2 separate regions of the Mus musculus genome follow, and region 2 is linked to region 1. A link is a contact called in public Hi-C data. All regions are on one chromosome and are shown on one strand. Each heading gives the region's core, a stretch centred on a gene start, on an enhancer-like site or on the middle of the called end of the contact. The rest is flanking DNA. Distances are from core to core; before and after follow the strand shown. Region 1 holds the start of Spred2 (sprouty-related EVH1 domain containing 2). Region 2 holds the start of 1700030C12Rik (RIKEN cDNA 1700030C12 gene).

Region 1 (7,139 bases), core at 1,601-4,100:
AATGTGGGTGCTAAAGAAGGAGCATAGGCCCTCGGATGACAAGTAAGCCTCATACTAACCTATCTCCTAGCTCTGAATGGGTCTGCTTTTTGTTTGTTTTATGTTTATTTTCTTTTATGTGTATGGGTATCTTGCCTGTATGTATAACTATGTATGCATTGCTTGGGTACCTCATGCTCTTGGAGTCCAGAAGACAATGTCAGATCTTTGGAACTAGAGTTATAGAAGGTTGTGAGCAGACATATGGGTGCTGCAAATCATACCTGGGTCCTCTGAAAGAACAACCAGTGCTCTTAACCACTAAGCAACTCTACAGCTTACCCAACCCCCAGTCTTTTTTTTTTTTTTTAAACCAAGGTCTCAATATTTAGCCCTAGCTGTCCTAGAACTCTTTCTGTAGACTAATATAGCTTTGAACTCAAGAGATCTACCTGCCTCTACCTTCAGACTGCCAAGATTAATGGTGTCTACCACCACACCCAGTATGTCTCACTTTCTTCACGGCCTACAAACAAACAAACAAACAAACAACAAAAAAAAACAAAACAGAAACAAGCAAACAAATAAAAATACCCCCCAAATCAAACAAACAAAAAATGAAGAAAGATAAGGTTTGCTTTGTTTATTCCTGTAAAAGTTGAAGAATTAACAGAGACCTCACTGTCAGGACCTCAGGTCTTCTAAGAGAAAACCAAAATGCAGGTCTCGAGGTTTGGCGTCCTTACCACTACTTGTCATGAGCACTCAGAATCCAGTGTTGAACCTCAATGTGTATCCACAAAGATCATGGTTGTGGAAAGCATGAAACCACTGGTTTCTACTTGACTCAAAGGTGAAACTCTTATTTTTCAAGCCCCCGTGGAACTCTCAATACACACAGACCTCTAAGAGGGCTACTTTTGTTTTGTGTATGGGTTTTGTTTTAGTTGTTGCTGATTATCATCATCATCATCACCACGACCACTACTTTGATTCAGGGTCTTAATCATGTAGTCTGGTTGGCATGGAACTCATTATATAGGCCAGACTGGCCTCAAACTCACAGAGATCCACCCACCTTTTTGCTTCTAGAATACTAGAATTACGGACATGATCCACTATGCCCGGCTGTTTTGTTTTTGTTTTGTTTGTTTTTTGTTTGTGGTTTTGTTTGAGACTGGATTTTGCTTACTAGCTATGTCTAGCCTAGGATTCTACTTGTAGACCAGGCTGGACTTGAACTACTATCAATCCTCCTACCCCAGCCTCCGTAGAATGGGATTATCCAGTCCAGCAATTTTCTATTTTTGAAGCAAATATTTCATCCCCCAGTTTGTTTCGTAGCTATTTAAAATCTAAGTGGAATGTCTCTAATGGCATATTCAGGAGAACAGAAATGTCTATTAGTCTTGAGGACATAATCCCTGTCCCTTATTCCATGGCAAGACCTCAGGAAATACCCAGTGACTCTGTAATTGGTGTCATCCATGTCAAGTGAAAACATGGTGCCCCCTTCAAAAATTGAAATGGATTTTAATATCGCAAATTCAGATTCCAGGCAAATCCACAAGTTGAGCCCTGGGTGCAATCCTGCTCGTTGTCTAGATGGTGCATAGGTCCTCTCAGAAAACCTCAGGCAGGTCCTAGGCCATGGTAGGAAAAATAATTTAAAGAGAGGTATGAAGAGATGGCTCGCAGTTAAGATCTTCCATAAGACTGTGGTTTAATTCCTAGGACCTACACAGAGGCTAGCAACCAGTTCCAGGAGATCCAACAGCCTCTCCTCTCTGCCCACAAATGGTGCTGACATGCATGGATGCATCCTCCTTCTGCCCCCGCACATTCAAAAAGAAAGAAGGAAGGAAAGAAAGAGAGAGAGAGGGGGGGGGAGGGAGGGAGGGAGGGAGGGAGGGAGAGAGAGAGGGAGAGAGAGAGAGAGAGAGAGAGAGAGAGAGAAAGAAAGAAAGAGAGAAAAAGGAAGGGAAGGGAAGGAAAGGGAAGGGAAGGGAAGGGAAGGGAAGGGAAGGGAAGGGAAGGGAAGGGAAGGGAAGGGAAGGGAAGGGAAGGGAAGGGAAGACGGGTCGGGGGTGGAGTAATGAGTTCCTGGGTCTCTCTTTGGCCAAACCCCATCAAAGGTAGTAATCTGTGACCCAGTAAACTAAGAGTAGACTTCTAAGAGCTGGAGACAAGAAACGTTATTCACAGACTGGATAATTTACTTTGGTGTTACCTTTAAACTTCATCTCTGCCTGCAATGCCAAAGTTTTATGGCTGTTTGCCTTTTGTTTTCTGCGTACATATTTTTAAAAATATGCCCGCTCTAGGTGGGCATGGTGTTGCATGACAGTAATCCCATCGTGTGGAGGCCAGCGGAGGCCACCTGCACTGCCCCCAACCCCCACCCCGCAGTGTTTCTCCAAACCCAAACTCTCTGGCAACATCTAAACTCCTCCCCATCTCCGCCCTCCGCCACCTCCCCCCTTGATTTTTAATCCGAAGGTTTGGAAGGAGGGAGGGACAAAACGGGAGCCAGATGTGCTCTTGTCTTCGGCTCCCGCCTCCTCCCTCTTGGGCTTCCTAAAACCCGGAGCACCGGAGACAAGGATTCGGATCCTGACAAACGCAGTGCCAACCATGCTGTTCCGAGGCTCCTCCCTGACTGGAAGCTAGCGGGAGGGGGAGTAGAAGAGGGGCACGCTCAGTAGGCGGGACAAAGTGTTTTGTGAGTGTGTTTTTTTCCTCTCTCTCTCCTCTCTCTCTTTTATTTTGGTCGCAAGTAGGAAGCTTTTTGCACTCCACCACCTCTGGCCGCTGGGAAGACGTCATCGCTTCCGCCCTACTTCCTCCTCCTGTTGGCGGCGCTGAGAATCCAATATGGAGTAAATCGGTGGAGTGGCGAGATGGGGCTCGGACGGGGCGCCCTGCACCGCCTCCCAGGCGCATCTCCCCCGGCCGCCGAGCACTACCCGGAACCCTGATTGGCCCGGTCCCCGGGGGCGACCCCGGCCCGGCCCCAGCGCAGCCGACTGCCCGCCCGCCGCCCGGAGCGTGCTTGTTTTTCTGCTGCTCTCCCCCTCCGGGTCCCCTTCCCAAATCTCGCCTCTGCACCCCCTCAGAGCCCCGGGGCCGTGCCCGGCCGGCCCACGGCGTCCGCTGCCTGGTGTGCCCCTTCCCAGACCTCGCCCTGATCTCGGGGCTCTCCATTTCCCCGCCTGCCTCGGCGCCCCCTTCATCTCTAGCTCCCCCCCTCCACCACCAAATCAGGAGATGTCGGAGATGTGAAGAAGGGGGGCGAGCGCACAGGAAGATGAAGGGAGCCAGGCTGCATGCCGCGGGACAGGCGTCTAGGTGAACAAGAAAATGACCGAAGAAACACACCCGGACGAGTAAGTTAGCCGCGGGTGGGACGCGGGTGCCCGGAGGGGTGGTGTGGGGGCCGCCGCCAAGGACGCAGGAGGGGACTCGTCGGAGGAACTTGGCCTGGGGTGCAGCCGCTGGCTGAGCTGTCGGGGCTATGCGCGAGGCTCTTGACTTGGCTGGGGGAGACGGCAGAAACCGCCTGGGGTCTGCAAGTCCAGGTCGCAGCCCGGGCCAAGGGCGCGCAAATGACCTCGGGGCGGTCCTCGGGCTGCGGGAGCGGAAGCTCTGACGCCCTCCACGCGGGGCATCCCGGGGTCGATGGGTCTGTGTGCATGGTGACTTTGTGACTCCTGGCACTGCTGCCCTCCCATAGCCCTCTCCGGAGCCCTCTGGGGCCCGGGCTCCGCCATTTCGTTTTCTTGAATCGCTCTCATTTGCATACCACATTTTCATTCATAAAAACACGGAGGAGTTGGGGGAGGGCCAGTCGGGCTCGGCACAGGGTCAGTGCGCCCGGGTCCTCGCAGCGGCCAGAGCGCGGGAGCAGCCTGCCGAGTCCCGGCGCGCGTGAGTGTGTGCACGCGCGTGTGGGCCGGCACACGCGCCCCGCGGTGTCGGGGCAGCACTGGGGGCGGATCCGAAGCGTGTGCAGCGAGGGCGGGAGAGCGTGCGGGGAAGCGCGCTCCTGGCATGTATGTGAGGGAGAGCGCGTGCCCGTGCGTGTGCCCGGCCCGCAGGCCCGAGGGGAACAAAGCTCTCGGTGCTTAGTCAGAGGTGCTTGTGCTCGCCCCTCGGGGAGACCCGGGCTTGTCACCGTCTCTGGGCCAAGTGGCAGCTGCTTCCCGCCTAAGTCGCACTTAGGTTTGGATCTCCGCTCTAGTAGTGTTCGAGGCGTTTCCCTCTCGGGGAGCTGGGGGCGGGGCTGCCCGTGGGCCCCAGCGGGTACTTAGCCAGGGGTCCTAGCCGTGCCCGGCTCTGAGACTGCTGTTCAGTGGCTGTATTCGCTCACCACTTTTTTTTTTTTTTTTTTTTTTTTTTTTGTGAATAAGACGTTCTCCTTTATTGTCACATGATATCCCTCCTCCCTTGCACATTCATAAATCCTGAGCCTGCCTCGGCTCCTTTCATTCAGTGCTGCCATTAGCCAAGGTAGCAGCGGCGCCTGCTTGGACTCCAGAATGGGTCCGCAGTCTCGGGGACGCTGAGGGGAGGGGGACCTGGAGAGGTGGAGCGGGAGTGGCTGGAGACTAGCTCCCAAACCCTGGGTCTTTTGCTTTTGTGTGTCCACCCCACCCCCTTCCCCCGTGAGCATTGACACTCTAGAGTGCAGAGAGGGGAAGTGACTCAGGACTGGGCCACTGGGCGGCTTAAAGAGCTCTTGTAGCAGGTGGCAAAATCCTGTGTACCACTCTAAGAAATCTCCCTTCTTTTCCTTTGTCTTCGGTCTGGAGTTCGCACCCAGGGCCTGCCACAGCCAGACAAGCAAGAGCTCCATTACTGAGCTGCGGCCCAGCCCTCGATTGTTTTTAAATGGCCTTTTATCCTGTGGCATTCATTGTCAGACTGAGTGGAAGGAAGCTGATGTTCTGCAAAGGGAATTTCCTTCGGTGTGTCCCCAGGGAACTTTGACAGCAGTAACCCTAATCTGTCAAGACACCTGTCCCTGGAGAGGTTCCCACCTGCTGTGCAAGTCTCACAGCATGCTTTGGGCTGTTTTAGACATCTTATTTTGCCTTACTATACCTGTCATTGAAATCATAAAATAGGGGAAGAAAGTTGAGAGTTTTAATGCTGAAATATAGAGGGAAGGATTATCTGCTAGGCCCTCCCCTTTTGAAACTTGGCCAATAAACAGTTCTTTTTCTGGGTCCTTGTCTGTACTTGCACTTAGGAGTAGCCTTGGGGGCAGTGAACAGTACCTGTGCTGATGGGGGTTCTTGGAGAGCTTTGCCCAGTGTGCATTAAGGTTCCTGGCTTCTTCCACTGGGGGTGCAGTCGGCTTGTGCTGTTTTCCAGTGGCCAGTCAGCCTTGTGCCTTCCCCCATTTGCTAGCCTAGACGAAAGGATTCCAGGTGAGGACACCAGTGTTAAGGGAATACTTCCTCATTCCAGTCCTGGGGAGAGAGATCAATTTGACTGTGATCAGAAGGCTTGTAGAAGCTGAAGTTGGTGGCTCACACCTGTTATCCCAGCAGCTGGAGACTGAGGCAGGAGGGATGTCATGAGTTTGAGCTCAGGTTGGGTAAAGAATTCCTTTAACCCCAGCACTTGGGAGGCAGAGGCAGGCCGATTTCTGAGTTCAAAGCCAGCCTTGTCTACAGAGTGAGTTCCAGGACAGCCAGAGCTACACAGAGAAACCCTGTTTCGAAAAAACAAAAAAACAAACAAACAACAACAACAACAAAAACCAAACAAAAAAACGAAAGAATTCTGTTGAGACAGTAGGTCTTAAAGATGGGTTCTAGTTTCAGAGGGTTAGAGAGCCCTGGTGTCTTTACCACTGTTGAATTGGCTTTTGGGGGAGTTATATTTTTGTTCTTGTCTAGATAGGGCCTCACCATAAATCCCCTGGCTAGCTTTTTTATGTAGACCAGGCTGGACTCTAACTTAGAGGGATCCTCCTGTCTCAGGTTCCTGAGTGCTGGAATGACAAGTGTGCTTTCTTCCACTGCCTTCTGGAGTGTCTTCATGGGATGCCTGTAGCAGTGGAATATGTAGAACTCACCATGTTATCTCCCTTTTGGGGAACCTGAGGAGAGTTTAAGTAGTTTGTCCGAGACTATCCCTTTAGTCTCCAACGTGGAGAATTCACTCAACAGCCCAGGTCAGGAAGAACCCTGTGCTCCTAGCTAGTATCTAAACGGTGGTGGCCAGTCTTGTGAGCCCGGTCTCACGAAGCTAGTCGGGCACCTTTCACTATGGCTGTAGCCCTCTGTGCCTCCTGGTTGTTTCTGTAAGTCATTCCTTGAACTCTGATTGTACTAAATTGATGAGTTTCTTGTTGCCGTGGTTTTTCTTCATTGTCATGAGGTATGAGGAGCATAGCAAATTAAAGTGAAGGTAAACAAACTTGGGCATGAGGATTCTGTATTTGCCCCCCTAGATTATGGATGGAGGTTCAAAGTAATATTACTGGATGTTGGACTTATTAAGGTGAAACGAGTATGGGACACCAAACCTAATATAATACAGGCAGTGCTGAGCCATATGACATTTTGTCTTTTTAAAGGTTTAACATTTGCATGTGTGTGTGTGTGTGTGTGTGTGTGTGTGTATACATGTGTGCCATGTCACTCCTGTCAGAGGACAGCTTTGTGAGGTTGTTACTCTTTCCTCCTTTGTGTGGATTCTGGGAACCAAACTCAGGTCATCGGGTTTGCATGGTAAGTACTTTACCCGCTGAGCCATCCACTCGCCCCAACAGAGCCCTGAGTTTTGTTTTCTCGAGACAGGGTGCCATGAGCTCAGGCTAGCCTCAGACTCCCATGTGCAGCCAAGGCTGGCTTCAAACATCTCCCTGATCTTCCTGTCTCTACCTTCTAAGCGCTGGGGTTACATTTATACAATACCACACCCGACAAAAATTATGTTTTTTGTTTGTTTGTTTGTTTTCTGAGACAGGGTTTCTCTGTGTAGCCGAACTCAGAGATCCGCCTGCCTCTACCTCCCGAGTGCTGGGATTAAAGGCATGCGCCACCACGCCCGGCTTATGATTAGGTTTTTTTTTTTTATGTACAGTTAGTGTGGGTGTGCATTTGTGCATGTGAGTGTAGTGCTTGTGAAGTCTAAAAGAGAGCATC
Region 2 (7,119 bases), core at 1,057-3,556, 3.6 Mb after region 1:
TGCTAAAATGCAAAGGTCAGCTCTGGATCTCCATTCACCTCTGCAACTTGAGATGTCAAGGAGTGAAACAAGCTGATGGGGTCATTAGGACCAGCAGCAACCACAGAGAAAGTGAGGGCAATGCAAGAGTCAGGCGTGATGCTGCTTACACGCACGTGCATTAACCTAGAGCCCTCTGCACACTAGGCAAGCATTCAGATGCTGAGCTACATCCCAAGCTCTTAGCTTTCTTGTGAAATGGGATCTTTTTATTGTGGCCCAAGCTAGTCTTAACTTGCAGGGAACTTAGTAGGACTGCTTTGATGTTTGACACCTCCCTGACTCAGAGGCCAAGGAAGGCTCAGTGAGCTTCATCTTAACAAACTACACAGAAAGTAGCCAACTCTAGGCAGACACCCGAGTTCTTAACACAATACGGTCGGTCTTCCATACCCACATCTCTCCTTGTTCTCTCCCTTTCCCTATGATTGACCTTTGGTCATGTCAACAAGTATTGAACCATAAGCTAAGTACCACGTGTCTTGGTAAAGTCAAGACAACTATGAACAAAAAGGTCCATCAACAGGTAAAGAGATAAAATGTGCTCTGTCCACACAATGCACATAAAAACAGCATAAAGTACTAAAACATGGTACAAGGTGGAATGAAAGCAGAGAGTTTTATGTATGACAGGATTCTATCTATATGGATTGTCCAAAGAACCCAATCTTAGGATAAAGTCCCCAAGGGAGGGCTGACAAGATGGCTCAATGGATAAGGAACTTACTGCTGGGGCCTAGTGACTTGAATTAAATTCCTGTGTCCTTGCACCTCACATGCCCACCATGGCACACATGCCCACACACATAATAGAATTAAGACAACAAAGATAAGCTAGCAAGAGGCAAAAGCACTTGCTACCAACCAACTCTGCCTTCTACACGTGCTACGACACCCAAGTATGTGCGCACACACACAGAAATAATTTTTTAAGTTTTGAAATAATTAAACATTTTTAAGGGAAGCAGGCATCTGTGGAGGAAGGGTGGCAGGTGGCAGCTGCATTAAGGCCCTAGTCACAGATGCTGGTAAAAGGGCTTAACTGAGAAAGAACTGCCCCTCAGGCATCTAGAGTAGTGAAGTGCAGCTTTCAGAACATAGCAACACCAAGCACATCCGAACATCAGCTACTGCTACTAAACGTTAAGACTGTACACAGGGTGTCCCCAACCTGCCTCTTGCCAGGACCCCCATTACCTTTCCAGGCCAGCTTGATGTTCCACTCATAGAAGAAAATAAGCTTCCCTTTGCGGCTGTTACATGAAGCCTCACCTTCCACCTGTTTCAACTCACTGATCTCACATCGGCCAGCCTCATTCTCCATAGCAATGCCAACCAGGAGCTCTCGGAGCTTCCCCTTGGACCAAATGGTGGCATCCCGCTCTGTCCTGCCAGAGAATAGAAAGACAGGTGAATGGCCCAGCTGGTCTCCATCTGAGCAGCCAGGATGCCATCCAAACCCAGACCAGGTGAGTCCTGGTATTCAAGCAGCCTCCAACTCGCAAATGTGCTTCTCTGACGAGGTTTCTACTAGGTATCTTCTAAGCCTGTTGCTCAGTTTCTTAAGACACTATTATTCACCATATAATAATGGGTAATCTTAAAAACAATGGCCCCGGGGAAAAGGGTCCAGCAATCTCCACCCCAGGAAATGGATTGGCTAAGCTGCGGCCACCTGTAACGGTGGTAGTCATTTAAATAGCCTTAACCACAATATCAGTTATCTGGCATTTCCATATTTATCTTATGCATTCTCTCTAATGTTCTCATCTAAGGGGACAAAGAGCAGCCTGAGACGTCAGTGTCCTAATCATAGAATCCAGCCTAGAACATAATTCTTTCAGGACAGCTAAGTCATCTTATGGTGCAGTCTGGGCTCTGCTTCCCTCAGCTTTCCCCAATGCCCGCCAAAGAGGCAGACATCTCCCGGTATTCCTGAGACACAAAGGGGGGCAGATAACTAGTGCAAACTGAGACAAAGCAAAGAAAGTGAGATCCAAGTCCCTGCCTTCCTACTGCACACGGACACAGCACCGTCGGCGCACGCACGCGCACTACGCATCTCAAGGCCGAGGATGGCTGGGTGAGGGGCGACCGAGGCACAGCTGTCCGGTAGGGTGAGACAGAAGTCCCTTCTGGAGCTCGCCCAACTTCAGGAGGAGCCTGAAGCCGTAGGACCAGCGCAGTTAGGAACCGTCTCCCGCCACGGGCAGCCGTGCTGCGGCGCCGCGCGGCCCTCCCAGGAGCCCGCCCGCCTGCTCGCGCCCGGGGCCCACCGCACCAGTGCCAGTTGTTCACGTTGGTCCCGTCCTCCCGCTCCTCCACGATCCAGCGCGGGTCCCCCTGGCCCCACTTGGCCATGGCGGCGCTGACGACGACGGCCCTGGTAGCGGGAGCGCGCGGGTTTCCGGCCAGAAGGTCTGTGAGCCGATCGCCCGCAGCTCCCAGAAAGTGCCAGAAGTCCCCGCCCCGGGCCGCCCCGGCCACAGCCTGCCCCGCCCCCCGCTGTCCGCTCCCCGCAGCCAGCTCCACCCCACATCGACTCTGCCCCAAGCCCGGTTACGCCCCCAATATGCCACACCTCTGGGCGCCGCCCTCTGCAGGCTTCTCCCCCACCCCACCCCCGACTTCGCCCCGCCTCTCTGCCCTAAGACCCCGCCCTATGCCTCCTGGCGCTGTCTTCTGCTAGGCTCCTCCCCGACTTCGCCCCGCCCCCCGGTCCTAAGGCTCCGCCCTGGCCCTAGCCCTCCGCTTTGTAACCCCTGGTTCGCCTTGTTCTTGCCGCTGGCTCCTGCTGCCCAGCGAGGCTTCTGGCCAGGGCTTTCTACGAACGACCGAGACTCCGCCCAGGGCTCGTACCAGAGCGGGTTGTCCATTTTCTGAGGCCCTTGGGATGGGAGCTGCGCAGGTCCCTAAGCAGAGGCCCGCGAGGGTTTACTGAAAGAATGCTTTTTTTTTTTCCATGCAGTGATCCTCTAGAGACAAAAGATCGTGCTTGCAAGTGCCTGGGATTGTGGATACAGTTACAATAAGGGTTTATTAATTCTTTCCATCGTTTTTCACCTTCTAGCAAAAACTGAAGCCACCATCTGGAAAGTGTTTCTTAGGAGATTATTTTAACAAATAAAATAGGTAGTTCAATGGGAGATGGGGAAGGACCTGGCTGCTCTGTGCACTTGCCATTCAGTGGTCTGCTTATCAGCAAAACAAGCTGAAAGGGCTATGGTGTTTATTGGAGCTATTGCATTTCGATGTGTTCTTCGAGAAGTTACATCATTCAAACTGCTGAAGCAATGCTGTGACCCCCCCCCCCAAATCAAACGGCATTGTTAGTTCAACTGATCATACCAAAGGCACAGCTGACAGAAGGCAAGACTCTAGCGATGATTGGCGTGTACTTTGTGTGCCTACTTTTCATCCAGTTCTTCTGTTTGCTCCTGATAAAACATTTCATGATAAGATTTAGATATGTTCATTTGAACCTGACAGAAAATAAGACTTCTGAGGGTAGAAGCTGCTACAATCACTAAAATGTATAAATACCAAAATATACAAGAACTACTCCCAGTAGAAATAAATTTACTGGAATGTAACTCGATTGTGAGTCTAGGAGACCAATGGACCCTGAAGCACTCTTCAGATCTGCGATTTAAAAATGACCTCCAATAAGACATTGCAAAAATGGGAAAGAAACAATGGAAAAAGTAAAAGAGTGGGGAAGGTGGCCCCGAAAGAAACTGTCCTAGAAAAAGTACTGGGTCAATAGCTAGTGAACAAAACCATGGTGTTCCCACACCCCCTGGGGGGGGCATTTATAGACCATAACAATAATTGAGACATTTAAGCAATTTCAGATGTCCAAAGTTAATTGAAGCTTTCTTTAATTTTCAAGAAATGATAAAACAATGGAAAAAGAAAATCCTTGCCTGGCAGTGAGTCTGAAGACAGCTGATCAAAGGGGAAGAAGTCCAGCCACAGATGGAAGAGAGATGACCTGGACAGTGGGCTGCAGTGGGAAGGAAGCCATGATTTCAGGACATGAAAAGTGGAGTCACACGAGGCTCACTGGGTGCTGGTGGGAGGCAGAGGGGTGTACCCTTAAACTGTAATTGTTTGGTGTAAACAGACTGAATTTGTGTCCTTCTCCAAAACATGGGCTTGATAATTGTGCTTTTAGTTTTTTTTTTTTTTTGGTTTTTCAAGACAGGGTTTCTCTGTGTAGTCCTGGCTGACCTGGAACTCACTCTGTAGACCAAGCCGGCCTCAAACTCAGAAATCTGCCTGCCTCTGCCTCCTGAGTGCTGGGATTAAAGGCGTGCGCCACCACGCCAGGCGCTTTTAGATTCTTTGTTTCGTCTATTATTGTGAGTTTGTTCACACTCATCCACAGTCCACAGTTGAGGTGTGGAGGACAGAGGACAGCGTCCCAGAGTCAGTTCTCTGCTTCCATCATGTGGACCCCAGGAATAAGACGGCTTCTACGTACATCGTGTATATAATCTTTATCATGTGTGAAAAATCACTACATTCTAGTGAAAAAGCAAGTTTGATATGTGAAGAAGTCAGTCATATGATGCAGACTCAGGCAAGACGCCTGAGGGGACACGTGATGTTTGGAGAGAGTATAGGACTCAATGGACAGGGTGCTTCATTGGTCTTGAGTCTTTGTCAGGGTCCAGCCTCAACACAGGATCGGAGTTCTCTACTGGAAGATTCATAGTGAATAGACACAGACTACTCTATTCACTCTGAGTACAAGCTGGCAGGCAACTTTTCAAGGCTTAAAGGTTTTCTTCTCTCTCATTCCCTGCTCTCTCTCTCTCTCCCACTCGCTCGCAGCTTGAGGCGGCACACACTCTGCATTCAATTGTGTATTCTGCTTTTCTTCTGTGTGCTTTTCTTTTCTTGAACTCTCACACTCACACACACCTCTGTGTGTTCCCCTTTTACTCTCACACACACCCTCCACAAGCATTGCACACACACTTTCCTTTCACTCCCACACACATTTTCCATACACACCTCACATTCTCTCTTCACTCACTCTTCATTCACTCTCCGCATTCACCTCACTTGCTCTCTCACTCGCTCTCTTGCCTTTTTCTTGCCCCATCTTTTATTGATACTCCAAAAGCAGGTTAAAAAAAAAAGACATTGTATAATCATTGCCAAATCAAATTCAAAAGAATAACCATGTCCCACAAAGAATCAAGAACTACAATTGTTCCCCAAAATTTCAAGCTTCCCTATTCCCAGGTCAACAGACAATATAATAATTGCAAACTTATTATTTAAACTTTAACTTATTATACTTCAGAGCTCAGAGCCCAGCTACTTGTATTTTCTTATGAAGCTCTGATGATAAATGACATGGACAAAGCTGCCAGGCAGTGACCAGAAAGAATCAAGTTAACCCTTAACTCAACAGTTCCACTAGCTTTCTGCTTCTGCACATTGCGCACAATGACTCTCCTAAGAGTCCCAGTGTTTTAACTTAATTATACTAATATAAGATCTTACATATTCTATACTTGCTTATCCAGGAACCACTCTCAAATGTTGTGCAAAACTTATTTCATAACTTTAATGATTTTTTTTTCTTTCTTGGAGTCCCAATGTTGGCTCTCTTTCATTTTCTAATAATTTCTTCAAACTTTCTTTGCAAGTCAAGCATTAATCTGGAACTACCATTGTGCAGTTAGTGCATTGCTTCCAAGATGAGAGTTCACAGTGTGCACCTGGGTCATTAGGATTCTGCTGTGCTGTGCCCCTATGCCTCAATTTTTTTTTTTTTTTTGAGACAGGGTTTCTCTGTATAGCCCTGGCTGTCCTGGAACTCACTTTGTAGACCAGGCTGGCCTCGAACTCAGAAATCCGCCTGCCTCTGCCTCCTGAGTGCTGGGATTAAAGGCGTGTGCCACCACGCCCGGCTATGCCTCAATTTTTAATTGTTTAAGAATCATTACATCAGGGAACATCTAGTTTCACAGAATTCACCAGCGCAGAAGGAGAAAGAAGAAAGTCAGATATAATAGATTATGCACACCAAGGCCAACTGAAAAGCAGTTACGCACAAATGAAATCTATGCAGCCATTGTCCAGGGCTAAGGTTAGGACAAATGGGAACAGCCTTTTCTACAAAGAGCTGCCTTGGGCTTCTGAGGTGTCTCCCTCCTGGCCTACTGCAGGCAGTCCCTGTCATGGTATGTTGTCACCTGCAGGTCTTCGCTGATCTTCACTTCCTTGAGAGAGGCAGGGTAGAGAACTTCTCCAGGCTGATCCTGGTTGCTCCTGTTGACTTTGGGCTGATTTTTGGTGGAGGCCTGGTAGTTTCTGCTGGGTTGTGTTTGATATCCTGACACTACTGAACTGGACTACTGGAATCCTGACAGTGAAGATTGGAATTGCCCTCAAAGAACTACTTCTAAACAGGTCCACATCCCCTTGACCTATTCATCTTTTCTCCTCTACCTTTGGACAGGGGGCTAGAAGAGGGGTAGAAGCATTTGAGAACCCCTATTAAAGTAGGTTTTGAAAAATCTAAGGGGGCTGGTGAGATGGCTCAGTGGGTAAGAGCACCCGACTGCTCTTCCGAAGGTCCGAAGTTCAAATCCCAGCAACCACATGGTGGCTCACAACCATCCGTAACGAGATCTGACTCCCTCTTCTGGAGTGTCTGAAGACAGCTCAGTGTACTTATATACAATAAAAATAAATAAATCTTTAAAAAAAAAAAAAAAAAAAAAAAAAAAAAAAAAAAAAAGAAAAATCTAAGCCTACAGATATGTTGTTTTGAAAGTAATGACAGCTTGTAAGTGTGTGTTATATGTGTGTACAACTAAGTGTGCAGGGCCAAGAAATGCCTGTGCATATAAATGCAGAGAGCAGAGCAGAATGCCGGGCATCTCTCTCTTCTATTCTCCCTTTATAAATAGTATCTATTGGGGCTGGAAAGATGGCTCAGTGGTTAACTGGAGGACCTAGATTCCTGAATCTACATGGCAATTCACAATGTCTCTAATTCCAGTCTCAAGAGGATCCAAAACTCACTTCTAATCTCCTTGGGTACCAGGCATGCAT

The links. Hi-C and Micro-C count contacts between places; a contact is called where the count stands out from the background.
Region 2: a contact with region 1 is called in a Hi-C map of CD8 T cells, with 4 times the contacts expected there. The contact joins the promoter of 1700030C12Rik here to the promoter of Spred2 in region 1. A contact is called at or near these places in 2 of 484 Hi-C or Micro-C datasets (CD4 T cells and CD8 T cells).

Annotation. Positions count from the first base shown.
Region 1 is chr11:19,921,592-19,928,730 of GRCm38.p6, forward strand. Spred2 (sprouty-related EVH1 domain containing 2) reads left to right here and starts at 2,851. Exons shown (of 6, transcript NM_033523.4): 1 at 2,851-3,365. The coding sequence starts at 3,340.
Region 2 is chr11:23,495,455-23,502,573 of GRCm38.p6, forward strand. 1700030C12Rik (RIKEN cDNA 1700030C12 gene) reads left to right here and starts at 2,307. Exons shown (of 3, transcript NR_166706.1): 1 at 2,307-2,457; 2 at 3,008-3,131; 3 at 3,932-4,209. Ahsa2 (AHA1, activator of heat shock protein ATPase 2) reads right to left here and starts at 2,585. Exons shown (of 9, transcript NM_172391.4): 1 at 2,321-2,585; 2 at 1,237-1,427. The coding sequence starts at 2,400.